4 separate regions of the Mus musculus genome follow, and all the other regions are linked to region 1. A link is a contact called in public ChIA-PET and HiChIP or PLAC-seq data. All regions are on one chromosome and are shown on one strand. The core of a region is the stretch at or near the end of the contact, and the rest is flanking DNA. Distances in the headings are between cores, read along the strand shown.

Region 1 (4,746 bases), core at 1,358-3,857:
CAGATTTTGGCTGGTGAGATGGCTCAGCAGGTAAGGGCGCTTGTCTAATGAGCTGAAACCCATATGATGGAAAAAGAGAACCAACTCCTGAAATTTGATCTCTAATCTCAACACACATGTATACCCACCCCCAGCTCAACATAAATAAAATAAAAATATTCTATATAGAAGTAGAAACCATTTTTAATAAGGAAAATCTCCACTTACAGAGATTGTCTAAGCTCCACTGGGCACAGAAGCCAACTTGACGTTTCAGATAATCAGGATCATCAGCCCACAGCTCCAATGTGACCAGTCGGTCACTGATACTGGATTCAGAGATAGTCAATTTATTCTCACCTGTTTGGAAACATGAAATATGTAAATAACAATGAAAGAGGAGGATGAGGATGTGTAGTAGGTTAGTGGTGGTACGGAGTGAGGCAGACAATAGAGAATTTGGGGATTAAATTTCTACCAATGTTTCCTTCCAGGGATAACATAGCCAAAGAACTGTAGCTACTGTCTGGCAATCTCAATGCTATTTTTTAAAGATTTATTTATTTATTTATTATTTTGTTTTGTTTTGTTTTTGAGACACAGTCTCTCTATGTAGCTCTGGCTGTTCTGAAACTCACTGTATAGACCAGGCTGGCCTTGAACTTAGAGAGTAACTTGAGTTTGTATACTGAGTCCTGGGATTAAAGACATGCATCATAACATCCAGCTTAAGATTATTTTCTTTTTGGTTTTTCGAGACAGGGTTTCCCTGTGTAGCCCTGGATGTCCTGGAACTCACTGTGTAGACCAGGCTGGCCTCGAACTCAGAAATCCACCTGCCTCTGCCTCCCGAGTGCTGGGATTAAAGGCATGTGCCACCACCGCTCGGCCTCAAAGTCCAGTCTCTTGAAGAGCATCAAGTGCCCTTAATCATCTCTCTAAACTCAACACATCACTCCATTATGTTTTAAAATTTTGTGTGTGTTGTTTATGTACGTGTTTATGCCTGTGAATATATGCACACATGTGAGGCATGCATGGAAGCCAGAAGAGGGTACTGTGTCTACAAAATTCCTTTGGCAGGATCACTTCTTGAACTGGGGGCTTGCATTTTCTTGACTGGGCTGGAAGCCAGCCAGCCTGAGCAATCCTCTTGTCTTTGTCTTTGCCTCAGAGCTGAGGTTACTGGTACGCATAGGATGCCTGGCTTCTTACTAAGTGTTGGGATCCAAACTCAGGTCTTCATGATTGCATAGCAAGTACTCTAATTGCTAAGCCTTCTCTCCAACTCCCATTACTAAAGTTTTAGTTATGAAAGTAGTGATAATCACCATGCTTGGAATCTTAGCTGAGAACAATCTTTAGTTTTGTTCTTGATATATTTAGCTGGTCTTAAAACAAGAAAGTGTGTACATTTGATGGAGTTCAAAGTGCAGGCTCATTTTTTTAATAACCAACAAAGATCATTAGTGCAAGAAGTCACTATACCTACTTGTCTGGGCAAACTTTTCCAGTGCAATCAGTGCAAAAAGCATGACTGTGGGGTGGGACTGTAACTTCTGAAAGACAACAAAAGATAAAAACAAAAGTTACCCCCTGCAGAGGCAGTACGGTATCAATTTCATGTTCTATTTAATAGATGGCAGTCTATATATTTGGAACAGCAGAAAAGTCGCTTTTATTCAAACTCTCACTTGGCCATTTGGCTAATGGAGAATCAAGAGAAGAGTCTCTTAATCTATTTTTTTAAGTCATTAATTGGTAGATATGGATATTTCAGCAGTATCACATTGTGTTAGGGCTTTGTTAACTAAAACACCATTGATGCTTACATTCATTAAAACAAGCCAAAAAGAAAACTAGAATTGTATCTAAAAATGACCTTTAGAACCCTGAAAAGAATAATAGCAGCTCCAGGTTTATAAATAATGACATTATCAATGAACATCTTAGTTTTTGTTTTTGTTTTGTTTTGTTTTGTTTTTGAGACACGGTCTACTATATAGCTCTGGTTGTCCTAGAACTTGCTATGTATACCAGGCTGGCGTGAAACTCATAGCTAGGATTAAAGTCAGGTGCTGCCATGACCAGTAACATCTTAGTTTTAATCTAGTTCCTGCAGGAAATTCTACAGGAGCTCGTGATGACAGGAGAGTGACAAGTGCTCTTGACTTATATTTGAGTTTACAGCATGTGTGTTTGCACTTAAAGAAAGGCCTACATGTTTAGTATCTCCTCTTCTTGCCGTCCCCTAGCTATGCTGGGAGCCTCCAGAGAATTCTGGAACCCCAGTGTATTCCCATGCATTTCTGTGGTGCCTGCCTAAGTTCAGCAAAGCGCATAGAACCACTGTTCTCCCTGCTATAAAGCCTCTTTAGCATCTTTACCCTTGCCACATCCTGCCTGCTTTATCAGTTTCAAACCTTTCTACCTGGATATCCCTGTTCATGTCCTCCTGTCTGTGAACACTGCCTTCTCTGATCAGATAACTCTTTTACTAGGCTTCTATCTATGCTGCTTTAGCCAAGAAACTCACTGTGAGTTTCTAATCTTAGCCTTGTGTCATGAGCTAGCTAAGTAGGCCCCACCTTCATCAGGAAGTCTGTCTTTCATGATTACCACAGGTCCCTTGTCACCCAATCACATCCACTCCCCCACCCCTCTTCATCTTCTCAAAACTCTTATAGTGCTCAGCCTGGAGGAAGTAATTTTGCTCTTGATCACATCCTGTCATAAAGTAGAAGTTAACTGTTGTTTGAATGGTTCTATTCCTTTACCCTATAGTGACCTCTGTGATGGGGAAATGACTGTCCTACTACTTTGTATCTCCGAGTGCTCACTCAGAACATTGTAAGGGTTACTTTAAGTACATATTGTGTAGGCTAATTTATTTATAAATAAACTAGACAAATTAAGTCTTTTAGACTAAATGGGGTTTTGGTTTTTTTTTTTTAAAGAGTTTTTGTTTATTTGTTTTTGTTTTCCAAGACTGGATTTCTCCGTGTAGCTCTGGCTATCCTAGAACTTACTCTGGAGTTCCAGGCTGTGTAGACCAGGCTGATCTTGAACTCAAGAGATCCACTAGCTGCTGCTTTCTAAGTGCTGGAACTAAAGGTGCATGCCACCACCACCCAGCTTAGACTAGAGTTTTAAAAAAAGGCTAATTCTTACTAGGCTTGCAAAAAATAACCTAGAAAACACAGGCTAGTCAAAACTGCTGTCAAGTGCTGTGAGTGATAAGAAGACAGCTTCAGCAAACCACAGACCTCATGGTGATACATCAAACAGTTTACCAATGGCAGTTTTAATTGTGGTAGCAGGAAAGGCAAAGGTGGGTGAATATAGATTCATACACACTGCTGGTAACCTGGACTGCTGTTGGAATGCTGTAATTTTGTTTCCACTGTGTGTGTGTGTGTGTGTGTGTGTGTGTGTGTGTGTGTGTGTGTGTGTGTCTGTCTGTCTCTGTGTGTGTGTGTGATGTGTGCGTGAGGGCACTCTCACACATGAACCCAACCTGGGGTGTTCTCCATTATTGTTTGGTAGATTGTAAGGACACCTAAAAAGTCCAAAAGTCCTAGCAGCTATCTTATGACTAAATTTAAAACTAGAGCAACTCATAAATTTTTACCCCCTCCGTGTTATGTGTCTTCTTTCTTTCTGTCTCTAAACATAGGCGGTGTTAAATAAAAACCCAGCAAAACCTGTACATAAAGTTTAAAACTGATCCTATCCTCTGCATCAGGGACTATGCTATAACTTGAGAAAAACATACAATTCTATATAAATGAGAATAATCAGCTTTGATGTCTTACTTACCAGACACTGTAGCAAATATTCCAGTATTCCTGGGCTAAGTAAACCTATGCTTGCAGGACCTAAACAAACACAGCAAACACTGGACATGATTAAAAGTGTCATGCTATTTTAAATTGGTAACTAGTGACAACCAAATTGAGTTCCATTCTCTGACACACATTACCAAGGCTTCCTTTCTCAGGTTGTTCCTACTACCATCATCTTTTCAGTGTAGCAACTGAGTTCACCATAAAGAGACTAGCTAGGTCAGGCTCCTAGAGAGCCATAATAGTCTGGACCAGCACCCATGTGTTCTGATTTTGAATTCATCATTCTTTTACTATATATAAAGTAACTGGCTGAGATATTTTCATGCAATTTGCTGTTCATAGTCCTAAAGTGGACAATATTAATTATTAGAAATACATATAATAATTATTTATTATTCTAAATTTAGCCTTTCCCCTGTCTTAAGCAAATCAATACAACAAATTTATCTTAAATTTCTCTGAAAAAGAATCAACAAAGCTAAATTAGATTACACTTAACTGAAACTGAGTCTTTTGAGTAATTGTCTTCCTTTTAGTCCATTTCTGTTCATTCCTTTTTTGTTTGTTTTGAAAAAGGGTCCCCCACAGTTTGGTTTGGTTTTGTTTTTAGGCCAAGAGGTTTATTGGGGAAGGAGGAGAGTGAATGGCAGACTTGAAGTGAAAGACATGAGAGAGAAAGAGAGGCAGAGACACAGACAGAGAGCCAGAGAGACCAAACAAGAGAGAGGGAGAACAGAAAGGAAAGAGCTCCCCACAGTTTTGACTGGCCTCTAACATACTTACTGTGTGGGGTGGGGACTTGAACTTTTAACCCTCTTGTCTTAAAGTGCTGTGGTTATAGGCTTGTGCCACCATATTCAGCTTCTTTCCTTCTTTCTGCTCTAACAGGTTTGGTCAACGGTCTGTAGTGCAGTTGTCT
Region 2 (4,363 bases), core at 1,082-3,581, 220 kb after region 1:
TGATATCTAACCACACTGGCCACCTTCAGCAAAGACCCTGTTGGGTCAGTTCTAGCAGGCTCTTCCCCAACTCCCTGCCCTTACCCTTGGGTATCAATTCCCACTTGGCCAAGCCTTATTTGGAGTTAAGCCTAGTAGCTGTCTACTACCCAGTTCCTTAAAGACACTGCAGTGGACCCTGTCCTTACAGACATTCCCCCTACCCCCCCCCCACGCTCTTGCATCCCCCCATTCCTCCCCCCCTCCGTCCCCCCCTCCACTAACAAGCATCACTGATTTTTTTCCTATAAAGTACTGGGAATTTCTCAGGTTCTTAAAAACACAATAAAGTTATGAAAGCAGAACAAGACAAAAGCCTGGGAACTTTTCAAAAGTCTGAAGGTCACATGCTCCATGGTCTGGAGATCAGTGGGAAAAAAAAAGAATGACGTTCCGATGAAGTCTGGAGTCACTAAGAGCTCAGCAGTGGTGATCTACAACCAACACAGCTTGTTTATGGAAAGATTAATACTGTACATTGGGTATGGAACATTTTGTCATGTCTTTGTAACTTTTATTCAAATCTAAAGTTATTAGAAAAAATTAATGAGTTGGGGCTAGCAAGATGGATCAGTGTGTATGTGAATTTCTCACCAAGCCTGACCACTGGACTTCAGTCCCTGGGACGCCCAGGGTAGAAAAAGAATTAGCTCTAAAAGTTGTTCTCTGACGTCCAGATATAGGCCATGGTGGACTGATGTGTGTGTGTGTGTCTGTGCACCCATACACGCTAACTGATTAAACTTTCCTTACATTCTTATTTACTTCATGTGTGTCCCCCACCTGCATGCTATGTGCATGTGTACAGATCAGAGGACGACTTACAGAAACTGACTTTCTCCTTCCACCATGCGGGTCACAGGAATTGAACTGAGTTATCTCTTTGGCCTGATAAAAATATTTTAAAGAAATTGCAGATACCTTTAAGCCCAGCACTTGGGAGGTAGAGGCAGATGGTTCTCTGTGAATACAAGGTCAACTTGGTCTACAGTGCAAGTTTCAGGATAGCCAGTGCTGCACAGAGAAACCCTATCTCTAAAAAACCCAATCACCATCACCACCACCACCATCACCACCACCATCACCATCATCATCATCACCACCACCACCACCATCATCATCATCGATAAAATGTAAAAATAAGGAGTTGGTTTGTTGTTGTTTTTAAGAAATGGGATTCCCCCAAAGGAATCCCATTCTAGACTTCATAGAGAGGTGTGGGTGTGGCCCCAGGTCTTGGTTTGTTTGTTTGTTTTTTCGAGACAGGGTTTCTATGGATAGCCCTGGCTGTCCTGGAACTCACTTTGTAGACCAGGCTGGCCTCGAACTCAGAAATACGCCTTCCTCTGCCTCCTGAGTGCTGGGAGGGACAGGTTTTCATTACTTTTGCCTTTAGGATTTTGTGGGGGTGTGTGGGAGGGTGCGGGTATTGTTTTGATTTGGGGGAATTTTTTTTTCAGTCAGGACTCCACTGTGTAGCTCAGGGTTACTTTTCTCTTAGCTCACAATCCTCCTGCTTGGCCTCCTAACACTGAGATTACAGGCATAGCCATCATGCCTCCTATCTTTAGAGTTTAGCGTATTAAAAACTATTAAGGAGACCTTGAAGAACACTGGAGACCAGACTGACCCTCGGTTTCTTGTTTACAACTATACTAGCTTCCAAGCTCCTGTTTCTAAGTGGATGAAACCCAGCCACTCAGAGGGAGTTTGGTACCTAGGATGGTCTTGCTTCATGTGGCTACTGACACAGGCGATGTCAGTGTGTGCTTGATCCTAAGTGCCACCCCAGACCTTACATGGGATTCTCATGACAAGCCCAGCACATATTCACTCTATGCTTCTTTCCTAAAACCTACAATGTGGGGGAACTGGAGATCTATGGTAGATGTGGACAGAGGCAGATGGTCTTAGACAGTGTAAGGGACCTGTCTCAGTGTTCCACTTAGAGGGACATTAGCAAGGCTGAGGCATCCTGTGGGCCTTCTCCTGGCTCACATCCCACGAGTTTGATGATCAGGAGCCACGGATAGGAAACAGTGAACCCCAGCAGAGGGAATGAAAAGAACAGGTAGACCCCGACAGCCGCTGGTACCCCAAAGCCTTGCACCCATCTCACCTCTTCAAAGGTGATTTTGCCCATCCGTCTGTGGGAAGAGAAATTCCATCAGTCCAGGAGAACTGACCACAACACCCTTGTTCTGGCAGGAGATTGTAGGCCTCCTCAGGCAGTAGACAGTGACCCAGCCTGGGCTGGTAAGGAAGTCACTGAACAGATGCTGAGAGACAGGAGTCATGTGACCGGGACAGCAGCCATCAGAGGGGATCAGGCTGACTGCAGTCCTGTGTGAGCAAGAAGCAGTTTGGAGTAGCTCAGGCTCTGGGCTGTAACCCTACACTAACTTAACAGTGACACAGCAAGAAGTTAGGACTTGGGCTGAAGAGATGGCTCAGCAGTTAAGAGTACAGGCTGCTCTTCCAGAGGACCCTGGCTTGATTGCTAGCATCCACATGGTGGTTCACAGTAGTCTGCAATTCCCGTGTCAAGGGATCTGAACTCCATGGGCACCAGGCATACATACGTTGCACATACAAACATGCAAGCAAAAACATTTATATGCATAAAATAAATAGACACCAAAAAAGTAAAAAGAAGTTAAGAGCCTTGACCCCTCAAGACTTCAGTTTTGTCATCTGTATGGGGGACAGCAAAAACAGTTGCTTTTCTGCTCACCTCCAGGGGTATGGAAGGGACACATTCACTTAGCTTTGTGGGCATCACTTTCCCGGCCTGTGAAATGGGGGTGACAACAGTGAGAATAAATGAGATCTCCCACATGCAGAGTCAAGAACTGGTCCTGCTCTATGGTGACCCAGCAGAGGTGTAATGAATAGAGGGATTTTTTTTTCTTTTTTTTTAGCCGTGCATGATGTTGCACAGCCTTTACATCCTTTAATCTCTGGAGGTAGAGGTAGGCAGATCTCTGCATTCAAGGCTATTCTGGTCTACAGATCGAGTTCCAGGACAGCCAGGGCTACAGAAACAAATGCATGCACATGTACATGCATGCACACATGCACAGGCACATGGGAGAGGGAGGAGGGGGAGGGGAGGGAGAGGGACAGAGAAGCAGAGAGAGACAGTACACAGGCACATGAGAGAGGGGGGGAGGGGGAGAAGGAGGGGAAGGGGAGGGAGGGAAGGGAGGGAGAGATAGAGACAGTGCACAGGCACATGAGAGAGACAGAGACAGACAGATTTTGGTTTTTTTTTTTTATTAATTAATTATTTATTTATTTGGTTTTTTGGAGACAGGGTTTCTCTGTATAGTTCTGGCTGTCCTGTCACTTTGTAGACCAGGCTGGCCTCGAACTCAGAAATCCGCCTGCCTCTATCTCCTAAGTGTTGTATTAAAGGCGTGCACCACCACACCCAGCTCAGAGACAGATTTTGACAGCCAGCTGTTGCTTCTAATGATATTTGTGGGGACATTACTAACTTCAACTATGACCAGAAGCTGGATTCAGCAGAAAGCCCAGCACACATGGTGTCTGGCAGCAAAACTCAACATCTATTAGGGAATCCCCAAACAAAAACGCACAATTGTAACCAAAGACTATGTGAAAGGAGAGAGAGACCAGGCTAGAGCACCAGAGTCTTAGGCGGGGAATCTGACACAGACTGGGAGTTGGGGGAGACCTACCCTGTAGATGGAAAAGAATCAGATGGGGAAGAGGCTGGGGGAAGACTTTGGGTGGAGAGAACAGAGTGAGCCACCCTGTGAGCGGGGCCACAGAAGGAATGTAGGTGGCAGGTCAGCTGCAGGACTGGATCAGTAGCCTCTCAACTGCACCGCTCAGCCAATGAGTGCTTTAGAAATGAAGAAATACACAGTGTTAGGTTCTGGAGAGCAGCTGAGAGGTGAAACTGTATGCAGCAAGCCTCTGTGACCCTGGAGAGGATGTGGCACCGAGGTGCAAAAGAGTTTTGATGTTCTCAGAAACCAGTGAGATATACAGCTGAAAGTAAGACATTTTCTGTTCGTGGAAAGAAGACCGAAAACTACCCTCGCTAAAGGAAACCACAAGGAGGTTTGGGGTGGTGTGTGTGTGTGTGTTTGGGGGTGTGTATAGATGAAAGACCCAAGTATGATGGTGTACACTTACAATCCCAGCTGAAGCGAGATCACAGCTTGGTGAGCAGCCTGGGCTATGGATAGAATCTGCGCTAACAGAAGTCATAGGGTGAAGCCCCAATCTCCGAACAGCAGCAGCAACAACAGCAGCAACACAAACGTTAAAATGAGCAAGGAGCAATCTCTGA
Region 3 (4,837 bases), core at 791-3,290, 170 kb before region 1:
GGAGCATCACCGTTCCTGCCCTGTCCCTCTTCCATCTTTCCAGGTTGATATAGCCAAGGACAATTTGGTGACCTTCACCTTTCTATCTGTGCAATGGGCATGATGCCTGGACACTCCATCATGGTGCTGTAGGTGAAGTGAGTATGTGAAGTTCTTTGTTCCCAGGAAAGGAGGCCATTCCTTTCCTAATCCTCCATTCCTCTGGGATATGATTCTTCCCCTGGGGTCCCTAGGGATCCTTCCTCAGGATCCCACGGTGGGCCAGTAGGCATTCAGCAATGATAGCTCCTGGTTACACTGTAACTCCTGGTTACAGCCATAGCATCCTTTGTATTTTCAGATGAGACTCTTCAGAGCGGTTTAGAGGCTTATCCCAGGGCACAGGGTCAACAGTTTGCAGGAGCCCAGGTCTCTGTTCTAGACTTTGCCCACTTCCCCTCCTACTGTCACCTCTCCATGCTTCTGTCCTCTGGACATGTACTTCCTTAATATACACCTACGGCTCTAGATGCTGACCTCAGGGACCCGGCTGCTTCTCGCTCATTCACCTGTCTATCTGTGAGTTCCTCAACCCTTCCCCTCGCTGCCATCTGGTAACTGTGAGGTTGTCCCGTTAATGAATGGATGGATATGTTCCCGAAAGACAGAATGTCATGCCCTCTGCATCCATTCAGCCTCAGGACCGAGCTCCCTCTCCAACCGGCTTCCCCCTTTTTCCTCACCCCAGCATCGCTCTCACCTCCCTGTCACCACCCAGTCTGAAGCTCTGCCCTTGACTCATTCCTGGCCTGCTTCCCCCACACGTCATCAGACAGAGGCTCTGCTCAGTCACTTGTCCTCACCTCCTCCTCATTCCACTACCTCAATCTTTTCCTTTCCACCCACACAATCCAACCCATGGGGCCCACTTCCTCCTGGGAACTTTCTCCTACTGCTACCTAGCCTGTATACAAGGCTATACCTGTTATATCTAAGAGGTTGAGGAAGGGGGATTAAAAGCTTGGGACCAGCCTGGGCTATGCAATAAGATGCTATCTCCCCTCTTGAAAAGCTATCATCACTTAGGGTGGTGGCACACACCTTTAATCTCAGCGCCCAGGAAGTAAAGGCAGGAAGATCTCTGTGAGTTCAAGGCTAGCCTGGTCTACATAGTGAGTTCCAGGACAGCCAGGATGAACCTGTCTCAAAAAAATTATCCATAAATGGTTCTGTATGGTTTGAATATATGAAGTGTCTCCCAAAAGGTTTATTTATTGGTTCAGAGGTTAAGAGCATTTATTGCTCTTGTAGAGGACCCATATTTGGATCCCAGCACCTACATTTTAGCTCATAACCACCACCAGACACATCCTTTTGGGCACTAGGCATACATGTGGTATATATACACACATACAGGAAAAGCACTCAGATACATACAATGAAATAAATAAACACGGCGATTTGGTTCTGTGGCTTAAGGCATTCTCTGCCAAGCCTGACAACCTAAGTTTGATCCCAGCAACCCACATGGCAGAAGGTGAGAACCAACTCCAGCAAGATGTCCTCTGACCTACACAGAGTCCTGGCCTCTAGTTTGGGGCTGGAGAGTGGGCTTAGTGATAAAGAATATATACTGCTCTAGTAGAGGACCTGAATCCAGTTCCCAGCATCTCCATCTGGTAGCTCACAAGTACCTGTAACTCCAGCTGCAGATGAGCTAATGCCTCTGGCCTCTGCCAGCGAGCGCGCACACACACACACACACACACACACACACACACACACACACACACAATTTTCCACAGTAATTAACATTTAAAGAGAAAGGTGATTAGCTCCTAAGGGTGCTAACTTCATTCTTAGGTCTGTCCACTGATGAATTTGTACTACATGGGCTCTGCGAAAATGGGGCCTGTGTAAAGGAAGTGGATCCCTGGGGGGGAGGGGGGAGGTATGTCTTGTAAAACTATCTTATCTCACTTCCTCTGCATCGTTCCCTCTGTGAGACAAGCAACCTTGCTCCACCATGTCCCTCTGTCATGCCTTTATGACTTAACACAGATCTGAGTCAACACACTGAAAACCTAAGCTACACTAAGCCCTTCCCCCTTAACATGTTTCTCCCAGGCATGTGTCACTCGGTTAGAAAAGCTGACAACACCGGCTCTCCATGTCCTTCTGCCTCTGGGTGGCTGGGGCTGTCCCTTTCATTCCTGGCATCAGTTTACCCCTTGAGCATAACTCTCTAGACGATGCAAAGTCCATGTGCTCTGTGCAGCAGAAGAGTTTGGAGCAGTGGGTAAGCTGGGTGCCTGGCTTGGGATTCTTGTGTACCATTAATGGGTGGTGGCACTTCTTAGGATCAAAGTCACCTCCCTCTGAACCCTTGGTTTCTTCATCTGCAAGATGAAAGAATTAATAGCAATGACATCAGAAGTCTACAGTGCCTTTTGGTGACTATAGCAGGCAGAAAAAAGAAAAAAAAAGAAGAAAAAGAAAGAAAAGCCATCTATACGCTGGTGACTCCGACTTTCACAAACTGCAGAATCACACGTATCCAGCTTCCTACTCAACACACCAAATAGGCATCTCCAGCCCCCGTGTCCAAAGCTGAGTTCCTGATTCCCTCACCCCCACTCGTGTTCTGCCCCCGTTCTCCACCAGCCCCTTCCTTCCGGTTGAACGGGCCAGAAGCCTGAGCGCTGTCTTTCTGCCTCTTCCTCTCTCCCTGCATTCCATCTGCTAGAGGGCGCTCAGTGCATCCTTCGCCAATTCTCAGGAGCCATCCCTTCTCCTCTGGATTCCTTCATCCACCTCCTGGCCACTTGTGCTACACTTGCTCTGCACTCTGTCCCCAGACCAGTAGCCCCAAAGCCACAGCTCCCCTATGCTTAGAAGTCTCTGTGTTAACTTAGGGAACAAGCCTGCAGCCCTCTTAGGGCACTCCCAGCCTTCCCCACTGACCCCACATGCCCTGACACACTCCCTTCTGGAAGAACCGTCTGCAGACATTCATTCGCACACCTCTAGATCCTTGTTCGTATGTTCCATGAGGTGCCCCAGTTTCAGCTGGTGTCCTGCCCCTCCTTGGCACTACTTTTTCCTTTTCTGCTGGCCTTCTCCTGCAGACTCATTCATGTCTCTTGCTTGTCACCTGCTTTCCAGCTGCACCCCAACCACATTCCCACTGGGCTGAAATATGTCTTTATTGTGAGTCCCTGGCCCACAATAAGCTAAGACAGAGAGAGAAGGAGGGGAAGGGGGAAAGAGGAGAGGAGAGGAGGGGAGGGGGGAAGGGGAGAGGAGAGGAGAGAAGAGGAGAGGAGAGGAGAGGAAGCCAGCCTGGTGTTATTCTTATGGCAGAATGTATAAGCTTTTGCATAAGCTCTCTTGTGATAATGAGCCTGTCTCCATGTCTCTGATGTCTGGACGTCAGGCGCTGAGCTTCCGTCCAGCATTTAAGTCAGTTCTTTTTTGCCCATTGCTAAGGGCTAGCTCGTCCCAAGGAGCACTTATTCCAGTTCCCAGGTTACTTCCAAGATGGATCCTTGGTTCTCCAATGGCCCTGGGACCATTCAAGGCTCACCCAACGGGTGCAATGAAAGAAGCCATGGAGAAGTCAGTAGTCTGCCGTTGCTAGTGTGGCAGCTTGTTTGGGTTGCTAGGGGCTCTTTCCTGCCCAACCAGACCCTCTTGGTTCAGCACCAGGGCCAGCGCTAGGCACCCAAGTCAAGGACTTGGAGTCTAGACTAAATCTTGCCGGCTTGAAAGGCTGGTGTAGAAGGATCCCTGGCCCTGCCTCCAACCTTATCCAACACCAGCCAGAGCCAAAAAAGCCATCAGGGAGAGGTCAATCAAGCCCCATCAACACTGGTGATTTGACCTCCCAACCACTTCATATCTATCTCTAGGAGGCAGGATTGGGGAGGGGTGTGGCTCCTTCTGAGCAGGGTCCAGACCCAGAGTCTTCATGGCTCTGAAGACACCCCCCCCCCTGCTTCTGCCCCAGCCAGAAGGGACAGCAGCTTCCTCCCTGCTTTGCCTGGCTTTGCCTGCTGCTGCTTGCACACCCTTCCTGCCACGCCTGGGCTCCTTCCAGCTCTCAGCTGCGGCTTCTATTTTTAAATGAAACTAACGGAGCTTAATCCACCTCCACAGATGACTGGAGCTGCATTGACTTTACAGATTACCTAGGGAAGATGGACATCTGTCCCATGCATTCTCTCTGCTCCCCATCTCCTCGCCAAGACAGTTCTTCCACCTTGCCTTCTTCCCATAGGAGCAGGGGTGGGTGGGGCTCCTTCCTCTTAGGTGATCTCCTCGACCCTCTTGGTTTCTCTAGATAGGGTTTCTGGTCTCTTTGTGTTGTCCTGGTCAACCTGGAACTTACTCTGTTGACCAGGCTGGCCTTGAATTCAGAGATCTGCCTCTGCCTCCCATGTGCTGGGATTAAAGGCTTGGACTGTTATTAGACGCGTTCTCACGACCGGCCAGGAAGAACACCACAGACCAGAATCTTCTGCGGCAAAGCTTTATTTCTTACATCTTCAGGAGCAAGCGTGTAAGAAGCAAGAGAGCAAGAAGCAAGAGAGAGAGAGAAGCAAGAGAGGGAGAAAACGAAACCCCGTCCCTCTTAAGGAGCATTCTCCTTCGCCTCGGACGTGTCACTCCCTGATTGGCTGCAGCCCATCGGCCGAGTTGACGTCACGGGGAAGGCAGAGCACAAGTAGACATAAGATACCCTTGGCACATGCGCAGATTATTTGTTTACCACTTAGAACACAGCTGTCAGCGCCATCTTGTAACGGCGAATGTGGGCGCGGCTCCCAACATCTCCCCCTATCCTTTTAATAAGAGC
Region 4 (4,738 bases), core at 1,201-3,700, 190 kb after region 1:
TTTGCTTTGTTTTGTTTTGTTTTGCTTTGTTTTGTTTCTCGGTGTTTTGAGTTAGGGTTTCTCTGTGTAGTCCTGGCTGTCCTAAAATTTGTTCTGTAGACCAGGCTGGCCTTGAATTCAGAGATCCACCTGCCTCTACCTCCTGTGTGCTCAGAATAAAGGTGTGTGTCACTACCACCTGGCAACAACTGTATTTTTTAATGCAAATATGTGTGTATGTATAAATGGACAACTCTTGAAGGCTATACCAGAAACTAGTGACAAATTACATCTGGAGATGGGTCCCGGTGGACACAGAGGGAGGCGAGTCTTTTATTACATTGTGTGGGGCTAGGGAGCCGCGGGCTGGAGAGGGCTGGAGGTAGTGCAAGCCCTGAGCATGTCTGGTACCACCTGGAATTCCTCCTTATGCAAATGAGGCCTCTCTAGCACCCTGGCCCTGGCCAATGATAGACACTCACCCCGAAAGCCCTTACCCATCCTCCAAAGATTTATATAGCCTTTGTTCCTCCCATTAAATGAGCTGTTTCATTGAAGCTGTCTCCAGAGAGTTTGTTCTCATATCCACTGCCAACTGAGCTCTCTTCTGCCCCCATTTGGGTTCTGCTTTCCCTCTCAGGATCCACCTGCTGCGATCTCCAGCCTATCATACTTCTATGGGGCGGGGTGTGGAGGCAAAGCCTGAATGGCAACACTGTACTGTTTTTTGTTTAAGACAGGGTCTCATGTAGCACAGGCTGGCCTCTAGCACTCTATGTAGTTGAGGATGACCTTGAACTCCAGATTTTCTTACCTTCACTTCCCAGGGCCTGGAATGACAGGTGTACACCACCTTGCTTGGCTTCCACTGTACTCTTTTGGTCACTTTGTACCATTAATTTTATTTTGTTAGACTTAATGTGTATGTATGTGTGCCTGAGCATATGTCTATGTACCGCATGCATGCAGGAGGCCATGGAGGTCAGAAAGGGCATCAGATCCCCAGGAATGGGAGTTGCAGACAATTGTGGGTAGTGCAAGCCCTGAGCATGTCTGGTACCACCTGGAATTCCTCCTTATGCACCGCCATATGGGTGCTGGGAACCAAACCCAGTTCCTCTGAAAGAGCAGTAAGGGATCTTAACCACTGAGCCATTTTTACAGCCCCTCCCCATTTTATTATGTGCAACTTGATTTAAAAATCATATAATCATCAACATTAAAAAAACCTAGAATACCAGCCAGGAGTGGTGGAGTACACCTTTAATGCCAGCACTTAGGAGGCAGAGGCAAGCAAATCTCTATGAGTCTGAGGACAGCCTGGTCTACAGTGTGAGTTCCAGGACACCGAAAACTAGATAGTGAGACTGTCTAGAAAACAAACAACATACAGAAACAAAAACTAGAATATCCCTTTCTTCAGTGTCTAAAGAAGGCTCATGACGTAATCACAGGAAATGATTGGTGACACTTATAAAAAATTAAATTCCCCTGTTTTGAAATCCTAAAGTGGGAATGTGGAAGCAATGATGAAGATAAAGCATTCGCACTGGCTGGGAATGAATATTAAAACCAAAGAGCAATTCAAACCTATCGAGAAGATACTTTATTCTACAATATGGTGGATATTTGCTCCACACCAGACAAATGCCCTTTTGGGTTACCTGTTTTAATTCTCAACACTCCACTTAAAATTATTTATTTATTTCTCATCAAGATAACTCGTTTTGAGTCTTTGATGTACTTTGACCAAAAGACAAAAGTGCAGATGGTTAATAAGGATGTGAAACATTGTTTCGCATCCTTTACCAGCAGAGAAATGCTAATTAAAACCACACTGAAGCCAGTGAGGTGACCTTTAATCCCAGCACTCAGGAGGGCAGAGGTGGGCGGAGCTCTGTGTTAGAGGCCAGCCTGGTGTACATAGTTAGATCCAGGACAGCTAGGGCTACACAGAAACCAACCCTGCGAATAACAAAACAAATGAAAACCTACACTGAAATTCTATCTGGCCACAGTCAGAATGGCTGTCTTTGAGAAAACAGGCAACAGAACAAGCAGGAACAGGAATGCAGACTACACTGCTGGTGGGAGTGTAGAGTGATGTAGCAACTGCGGTTATCAGTCTGGAGGTGAAACCACTCCCACACACATAGGCAAAGGATGCTAATTCAACACACCATAGAGACAGTTGCATATATCTGTATTTACTGAAACACTATACACATAGCTGAGTTATGGAATCAGCATTGGAGTTGTACCAGCAAAGGACCAGAGAATCCTCATATTCATTTTGATACCTCGTATGGGTTTCAATATTTCCAGGCCTCAAACTAAGCCCATGCTCACCCTTCTACACCAGCTCACCCCTCTCTCCAGCTCAGGAAAGGGCAGCAGCAAGCTTCCCGGGCCTCACAGCCCTCGTGGCTTAATCATCCAAGTACATTTCTTCATGGCCTTTGCCTACACTTGGCACCACCATTTCTCACTGGAATGTGTGTGCCACCCTGCCCGGTTTCAATTCTACCTGGCCCCAACATTGTTCAGTCAAAATACAAGCAAGAATCCTTCCTGATATGACTAAGTCATCCTCTTAGAGTTTATTTTGAGACAGGATCTCCTTGAACTCAGGACTCTCTTGCCTTAGCCTCCTGAGTAACTTGGGTTATAAGCACACTTGCAGAAACCAACTTGACAGCTTTAAAATATTTCTCATTGTGGGGCTGGAGAGATGGCTCAGTGGTTAAGAGCACTGGGTACTCTTCCAGAGGACCCAGGATGAATTACTAGCACCCATTGCAGGTGGCTCACAACCCCTTGTAACCCCAATTTCTGTGAATTCAGTACCCTCTTCTTCGTTTTTCCTTTTGTTTAGTTTGCTTTCTTTCTTTCTTTTTCCTTTATTTATTTATTTAGTTAGTTTTTTTGTTTCGTTTGAGGTGGATTCTCATTAAGAAGCCCAGGCTCATATCCAGGGATCCACCCCATAATCAGCATCCAAACACTGACACCATTGCATACACTAGCAAGATTTTATCGAAAGGACCCAGATGTAGCTGTCTCTTGTGAGACTATGCCGGGGCCTAGCAAACACAGAAGTGGATGCCCACAGTCAGCTAATGGATGGATCATAGGGCTCCCAATGGAGGAGCTAGAGAAAGTAGCCAAGGAGCTAAAGGGATCTGCAACCCTATAGGTGGAACAACATTATGAACTAACCAGTACCCCGGAGCTCTTGACTCTAGCTGCATATGTATCAAAAGATGGCCTAGTCGGCCATCACTGGAAAGAGAGGCCCATTGGACTTGCAAACTTTATATGCCCCAGTACAGGGGAACACCAGGGCCAAAAAGGGGGAGTGGGTGGGCAGGGGAGTGGGGGTGGGTGGATATGGGGGACTTTTGGTATAGCATTGGAAATGTAAATGAGCTAAATACCTAATAAAAAATGGAAAAAAAAAAAAAGAAGCCCAGGCTCTTCTCACATCCAAGATCCTCCTGACTCCATTTCCTAAACTGAGATTGTAGGCATACGCCCCACACCTGGCTCTTGTAAGTCAGAATCACTTCAAGTCTTTACATTTAATGCAATTTACTTTATTGTCCCTTTTTCTCATTAGGTTTTTCCAAATGCTGGCACTTGCTATTTTGTACAGACATTAAAAAAAAAGATCTTTCAGGTATTATTTTGATTATACATATTATAGTATACAATTTGATCATTTGATACTGACCTGGACTCCTGTCTGCTGGGTACCAGCTGTGAGACATCACATGTTACTCAGCCTCTTGGGATCTCAATGCCATCATCTGCAAAGTGGAGGATGCTCTAGGTCAGGGTCATAAGAGCAGAACCCAAGACAGATCCTTACAAAAGTTGTTTATTAAGAGGGTCAGGGATCCAGACCAGGACTGGGTGACTATGGTCCAGAAGCTATGCATAAGAGTGTTTTGGGAGAAAGCCTGGTTTTATATCAGGGTGTGCAAAATTGGTCCTTCTAGGAGACACAGGCTCGTGGAGATGTCAGTCACAGTTTCCAGGCTCGGCTTATAAAGGGAAGGCAGGCACCAGGCACCTCTAATGAGGCAAACCATCAGCTAAGGGTCATCTTTGAGAGACAAACACAGAAGTGAGCATCCTAGTGCCATGGATGTGACAAGAATGAGCAGTATTATCTACCACTGGGTCATAACTCCAGCCCCCAGGTCAGGTTGCTGTGAGGCATGTCAAATCTGACATGGTATCTGCTGTGTGAGACAGGTACCTGCCCACACTACTGATTCATGCTTAGCATTATTGTTTTCCCTGCTCCACCCCACCCCAGTCCAAGGCTGGGGTTCGAGGAAGGAAGGGAGGGATGTGAGAGGGCACAGGTCACTGACTGATGCTGCCGTCCCTCTGGCTTCTCTCTGTGCCTCAGGATTGTGTACCTGTGTGTGTGTGAGCTGTGGGGAGTGGGAAACACAGAACCTTGTGTTCTCATTTGATTAACGGTGTTCCCAACTTCCCTTATTGTGCTCTTTTAAAGGTCAAGCTGAAAAGCCCTGGTGCCTGCTGGAAAGAGGACAAGGAACAGGCAGTGAAAAGAAGGGCAGAAACAGGAGGTTCTTGAATGCTAACCTCAGGAACAAGAAGAATGTGGACCTGAGGTAGCCAGAAAGCCACCTCTAGTCACAGCACAGTCACTCAGATTGAAGCTCCTCAGGAGAGTAAGAGTTGCTGATGTTACTTTCTCAAGATTGAGCAGACAAGTCCTTAT

Evidence for each region. HiChIP or PLAC-seq counts read pairs in DNA pulled down with a chosen protein or histone mark. ChIA-PET counts read pairs in DNA pulled down with a chosen protein or histone mark.
Region 2: a contact with region 1 is called in an RNA polymerase II ChIA-PET map of memory CD8 T cells, with 77 read pairs. The contact joins two enhancer-like sites. A contact is called at or near these places in 5 of 39 promoter capture datasets (the 3T3-L1 cell line, cranial neural crest, embryonic stem cells and 1 more) and 4 of 115 datasets of contacts at active chromatin or transcription factors (CD8 T cells, embryonic stem cells and memory CD8 T cells).
Region 3: a CTCF HiChIP or PLAC-seq map of CD8 T cells shows a contact between it and region 1, with 5 read pairs. The contact joins two enhancer-like sites. A contact is called at or near these places in 5 of 39 promoter capture datasets (HPC-7-derived erythroid cells, liver, macrophages and 2 more), 1 of 15 datasets of contacts at CTCF or cohesin (CD8 T cells) and 4 of 9 other capture datasets (adipose tissue, liver, macrophages and 1 more).
Region 4: an RNA polymerase II ChIA-PET map of memory CD8 T cells shows a contact between it and region 1, with 20 read pairs. The contact joins two enhancer-like sites. A contact is called at or near these places in 2 of 115 datasets of contacts at active chromatin or transcription factors (effector CD8 T cells and memory CD8 T cells) and 2 of 9 other capture datasets (adipose tissue and liver).

What each region holds. Positions count from the first base shown.
Region 1 is chr8:94,632,217-94,636,962 of GRCm38.p6, reverse strand. Rspry1 (ring finger and SPRY domain containing 1) reads right to left here. Exons shown (of 15, transcript NM_026274.4): 6 at 3,799-3,857; 7 at 1,472-1,538; 8 at 208-339. Among named protein-coding and RNA genes, the nearest start is that of Arl2bp, 32 kb to the left of the region's middle. Within about 2 kb of position 2,607, at least 78 of the 459 cell types and tissues checked have an H3K27ac peak or open chromatin away from gene starts, as enhancers often do. A contact at or near this core is called in CD8 T cells and memory CD8 T cells, where this site is marked.
Region 2 is chr8:94,413,404-94,417,766 of GRCm38.p6, reverse strand. No RefSeq gene overlaps it. Among named protein-coding and RNA genes, the nearest start is that of 9330175E14Rik, 20 kb to the left of the region's middle. Within about 2 kb of position 2,331, at least 35 of the 459 cell types and tissues checked have an H3K27ac peak or open chromatin away from gene starts, as enhancers often do. A contact at or near this core is called in memory CD8 T cells, where this site is marked.
Region 3 is chr8:94,799,719-94,804,555 of GRCm38.p6, reverse strand. No RefSeq gene overlaps it. Among named protein-coding and RNA genes, the nearest start is that of Ccl17, 8.3 kb to the left of the region's middle. Within about 2 kb of position 2,040, at least 58 of the 459 cell types and tissues checked have an H3K27ac peak or open chromatin away from gene starts, as enhancers often do. A contact at or near this core is called in CD8 T cells, where this site is marked.
Region 4 is chr8:94,445,108-94,449,845 of GRCm38.p6, reverse strand. It overlaps a transcript of Nlrc5 not described here. Among named protein-coding and RNA genes, the nearest start is that of 9330175E14Rik, 12 kb to the right of the region's middle. Within about 2 kb of position 2,450, at least 17 of the 459 cell types and tissues checked have an H3K27ac peak or open chromatin away from gene starts, as enhancers often do. A contact at or near this core is called in memory CD8 T cells, where this site is marked.